Linked DNA regions of Podarcis muralis: region 1 is linked to region 2. The links are chromatin contacts, called in public Hi-C maps. All regions are on one chromosome and are shown on one strand. Each heading gives the region's core, a stretch centred on a gene start, on an enhancer-like site or on the middle of the called end of the contact. The rest is flanking DNA. Distances are from core to core; before and after follow the strand shown.

Evidence for each region. A called contact is a pair of places that touch in the nucleus more often than the background predicts.
Region 1: a contact with region 2 is called in a Hi-C map of blood, with 7 times the contacts expected there. The contact joins the promoter of LOC114596491 here to the promoter of SH3RF3 in region 2. A contact is called at or near these places in 2 of 3 Hi-C or Micro-C datasets (blood and tail).

The regions. Positions count from the first base shown.
Region 1 is chr4:78,927,608-78,930,307 of rPodMur119.hap1.1, reverse strand. It overlaps LOC114596491 (F-box only protein 36-like), which reads right to left and starts at 1,383. Exons shown (of 4, transcript XM_077927646.1): 1 at 1,282-1,383; 2 at 790-898. The coding sequence starts at 1,377.
Region 2 is chr4:78,587,243-78,589,942 of rPodMur119.hap1.1, reverse strand. SH3RF3 (SH3 domain containing ring finger 3) reads right to left here and starts at 1,310. Exons shown (of 9, transcript XM_077927639.1): 1 at 1-1,310. The coding sequence starts at 381.

The DNA of each region.
Region 1 (2,700 bases), core at 134-2,633, 340 kb before region 2:
TGGTACCACTGCAGTAGGAAGGTAAACGGCATTTCCATGCACTCTGACTTCTGTCATGGTGTCCTGTTGCACCAGAAGTGGTTTAGTCATGAGAGCCACATAACCCAGAAAGCTGTCTGTGGACAAAAAACGACTCCCTCGGTCTGAAGCAAGATGAGCGCCGCACCCTATAGTCAAGTTTATCTGGATTTAACCGTACAGGCGTCCTTTATGTTTCTAGTGCACTTGGAGCATTTAGGTAACTCTGACTATTCACAAACAACCAAGGCTGCAATCCTAACTGTGTCTACCCAGAAATAAGTCCTATTGAATTCAATGGGTCTTACTCCCAGTAAGTGGATGGAATTCAGTGTTTCACTTTACGAATGTTCCACCTGCACGGCCAAAGTTTATTAATAAGAAAAGTCAAAAGAAATTTAAGACCTGAAATCCAATCCTGAGCAAGTTTACTCAGATGTAATACCAAATTGAGTTTCATGGCACTTCATCCCATGGAAGTATGCCTAGGATTGCAGCCCAAATATTCATCCCAAGGTTGTGTGATCCTATGCACCCTTTCTTGAGAGTAAATCGTCTTCAACAATGCAATGTACTTCCAAGTAAACATACATAGGATCAGTCTGTTATAAGACAGTCCCAGTGAATTCACTGGGGCTTATTTCAGAGTCAATGTGCACATGATTAGGTTGTAAAAGCAGGAATATGGCCATTAGACACAGCACAACAACCTTTTTTTTGGAGGGGTGGGTAATCAAAATTCTATTATTTCTTTGCCCACTCAATACTTGCTGTGTAATGGTTCATCCAAGAGAAAATCTTTATGGGGTTTCTTCACTTCTCTTGGGCAAATCCTTTCTCGATCTGGTCGAAATGTAATCCTCCAGGACTGCCAGATAACCTAAAGCATTCAGGTTTAAAATAATGAGTCAGGTTGGACATTATTATGTCCTATTTTATTTTGTCAAAAGCCTAGTCAGTCCAGATATAAAGCAGAAAATGCAGGACTTTGTACTGTAATGACCTAGATCTGTGCAGAAATTAATTAATTGCATTTCTTACAAAAAGAAAAGCAAACAATGATAGGATTACCACCATTTGTTTGCTTTCCCCTGGCAGATCTGCCTGAACAGCCATGCTTGGGGTTGCCCACCTTTCTCTTCCTGGCAGAGACCCTGTGCCTTTATCAGCTATCCAACAAATGCAGATTTCTCACCTCTCTCGGGCTTTCTTCAGTAAAACGCGTTCCAACCAGGGAGAGCAAGAAATCTATCTATTTTTTACCTCCTTTTTTGTGATGGTCAAGTGATGGAAGTCTTTACTGGGAGGAGGTGCCTGAGTGTGAGCTTCATAGAGTTTCTCCTGCAGCAGGGAAGTCATTTTGACACTGACTACTTGCTTTCAGCTTGCAATAGAGATCACAGGCTCCCAAGGTTGTTTCTATGGACTCTATACAAGAAGGACTTGACTTCAGCCCACTCCACGTGCTCTATAAATACACGGCTAGTGTTTGCATTCCTGAACTCAGGTTCTTTACCCAAGGAGGACTCAGGTGTTCAATATTTATATCACCAGGAGGATAATATTAAAAACAAACAAAAACACAGCCTAATTCTATGCATGCATTGTTTTTTTCAAGTCCCACTGGTTTCATAAGCATGTTTGCACTCACCACTTTCCAGGAGTAGTATTACAGATGCCAGAGGGTCAGTTACCTCGGAAGAACACAGCACTTTCTTATTTTTATTTCCTTTAAAAAAACCAAAAACATATCTGTTTTTTTCTAGGCTTCAAAACCGAGCATACAAAATCAAACAAGCAATCATTAACTAATTCACACAATGAATTTTGTTAAAGGAACATCAGTTGTTGCTGTCCCCATCCCCAAAATACACAGCCTTAGAACAACAAGCTGCAAAAACTCAGATTTTCATCTCGTTCACTGGCTAGCTTCTGATGGCCAAGCTGTGACTTTTAGCCCCCACCCAAGCAGGCAACCTACATCTAGTATGTAGTAGCTGCTGCCTATTAAAAACTTCTATTTTATACAGTATTGAGTTAACTTCAGTTTATTAGTCATTTATTTATTATAGGCAGGAATATATAACAACCATATTAAAACACAACACAAAGATAATAAAATAGTAATAGTAATTAAAATCATTAATAGATTGGTAACACAACCTTTAAGAAAAATTTCCTGGATTTTATTGTTGTTACTAAGGAATATGCAAGTCTCTGTAAGTAAAAATTTTAAAACTTATTTTGTAGTCTGTGGTTTGTTTCATTGAAGAAGGGGGAAAGGGAGCCAGCTGCCCTAAGGCACTGGAATATAATAAATATTTTTTGTTTGTTTTTTAAAAAAGTTTAAAAACCTATTCCTATACTTCACAAAATCTGCCTAATGATGGAATGTAAATTCTGCTACTTTATGCGCAAGCCCCACATATTAAAAACAGGCACACACCATCTTTCTTTGTGTTAACCTACACACATGGATTTGTGGAGGATTCAATATGGTTAATATATCCTCTTACTAATATCCTTCAGAGCTAAGTGCCAAAAGCTTTGCAAAATAGGTATGTTAAAACCACAAAACCAATACTCATTGACAAGAACATTTCAATATAACAGATACTCCTAAAGCAGATAACCTAGGTATTGAACTCATCCACACTCAAAGGAACAGATACATCTTCATAT
Region 2 (2,700 bases), core at 61-2,560:
GGCGGGCAGCTCGTCGACCCCGCAGCCCACCAGGATGCGGCACTCGGGGCAGCGCAGCTCGTGGCGGGAGCTGACGATGCTCTCGAGGCAGCGGCGGCAGAAAGTGTGCTGGCACGGGAGCACCTTGGCCGTCGTGTCCAGGCGCTCCAGGCAGACGGAGCACTCCAGCAAGTCCAGCAACGAAGACTCGTCCATGGCCCCTCCGCAGGCGGCGGCGGCGGCGGCTGGGGGCCCCTCGCCGTTACTGCCGCCGCCACCACCCCCGCCACCACCTCCTCCTCCAGCAGCGCGCCGCCTCCGCCTCTCCTCGGCAGCCCGCTTCTCGGCGGCGGCGGCGGCGGCGGCCTTGGAGGAGCACAGCCAGGACGCCCCTAGGAGCATGGAGACCAGCAGCGGAGGCCGCGCGACAGGCGGCAGCCACAACACATGGCAGCTGAGGAGGAGCAAGAAGAAGCGGGCCGGCGGCAAGCCCAAAGCCCAGCCCGCCGCGGGGGGGGGGGGGGGCGGGCTGTCAGAAGGACCAGAGGGCGGGGACTGGGAGACCTATTTTCTGACCCCTCTCCAAGCAGGCGGGTGGTAACAAGAAGAAGAATAATTCCAGGCAGCCACGCGCTGCTCCCTCGCCGTCGTCCTCTGCGGGGCTCCCTTCTCGCGGCGGCGCGGCGGGCGGCACCTGTTCCCTTCAAGGCTCCCGCCTCTCGCCCTTCCAGGCTGGGTCGGAGGAAGAGGCGCTTTCTGGGCGCTGCTCCTCAGGGCGAAGGGCTGGCGCGCACAGGCGCTCCTCCCGGGCTCTTCTTCTCCTCCTACAAGGCTTGGTGCGCTGCCCCCGTCCCGCTGCCCCTTCTCGCCGTCTCCCTTGCAGCCGAGCTCGGCCTCGGCCTCCGTCGCTCTCCCATCATCGCAACCCGATGTCCCTGGCGGCGGCGGCGGCGGCCTCCATCACTCCTTCTCGCGGGCTCGCCTCTTGCCCAAATATCCCGAGTGACAGCAAGGGGAGGAGAGCAAGATCAGCCTTGGGGAGAAACGGAGGGAGGCGCCCACCCAACCGTGCGCGCGCGCGCCCCTTCTCCGGATCCTCTGCCAACTTCCAGCTCCTCTCGACGAGGTTCGAGTTGGATCGCGCTCCGTCGTGAGGATCAGAAGCAGCGGGCGCCTTCCCCGGCTGCTGCTCCGAGATCCGAGGGCTGCCTGCGCTGCATTGTTGAGAGATCCTGGCGCCTGCTGCTGCAGCTGGCCTGTTGGTAACACTCGCCAGCAGCAGCAGGACAGCCGCCCAGTCCCCGCCCTCTCCTCCTCCTCCTCCGATGGCCGGAGGGATGCTGCTGCTGCTGCTGCTAATCGAAGGAGGCTGTGAGCGGTGTGAATCAGCTAAGCGGCTCCTGGAGAAAAGTCTGCTGCTGCTGCTGCGCAATGGGGTTCCGGCACGACCAGAAACGTCTCTCGTCTAGGAAGACGCAGCGCCAACCAGCTACTGCTCTCTACTGGGTCCCGCTCTCAAACGCCTTCAGCTCCCGCAGGAGGTTTCGGGAATCCGATCCGGAGGAAGTCCGGCAGATGCCAAGCTGTAAAATTCCAACTTCGTGCAGTAACTACAGTGCTGCGCCACTGCATCGTGTTCCCTCGGTCATGGTGATCCGGGGTGTGGGGAGGAGGAGGAGGCGCTTTCCCCCCCTCTTCGAGCCCGATCTCAGGCCAAGCGTCAGAACAACGGAAATACGTACCCCTGAAGCAATCTGAGAAGATGGGGAAGTTTGCAGAAGTTTGTTCAGATCGGACAAGGAAAACAGATTCCTTTCAGTGGGCCTCCCCCTGGTGGAGCTCTGCGTAAACAGCATTTGGTGTTGTTGCTGATGGAAGAAGATTTCCCCTCTTCACTCCACCCCTCCCGTTTCTTAGCGAACTGCCAGATATTGCTAACCATCCTTGCAGTATTATTTATTAAAAATTAATGCTGATTTCCACCTAATTAGCTGGCTTCAGCTAAGCAGACTGTGGCGTTGCATATCCTTGCAATCTTCAGTGATATACACACGATCAAGTTAATGCAAAAACACTGGCCTTGGCTTGCAAAGTAATTACATTTGAGAAGTCCTGAAATCTGACTGAAATGTTTCTGCAATGTATTTAAAAATAATAATAATCCAATTCTGATTTATTCACTGAATAGTAACATTTAGTGCCGCAGATTATATAAATACAGTCCGTGTTTATTTATTTTATTAAAAGATATTATAGCAGAGACATCACCTTGCCAACAAAGGCCCGTATAGTTAAAGCTATGGTTTTCCCAGTAGTGATGTATGGAAGTGAGAGCTGGACCATAAAGAAGGCTGATCGCTGAAGAATTGATGCTTTTGAATTATGGTGCTGGAGGAGAAGATCAAACCTATCCATTCTGAAGGAAATCAGCCCTGAGTGCTCACTGGAAGGACAGATCCTGAAGCTGAGGCTCCAAGACTTTGGCCACCTCATGAGAAGAGAAGACTCCCTGGAAAAGACCCTGATGTTGGGAAAGACGGAGGGCACAAGGAGAAGGGGACGACAGAGGACGAGATGGTTGGATAGTGTTCTCGAAGCTACCAGCAAGCATGAGTTTGACCAAACTACAGGAGGCAGTGGAAGACAGGAGTGCCTGGCGTGCTCTGGTCCATGGGGTCATGAAGAGTTGGACACGACTAAATAACTAAACAACAACAACAA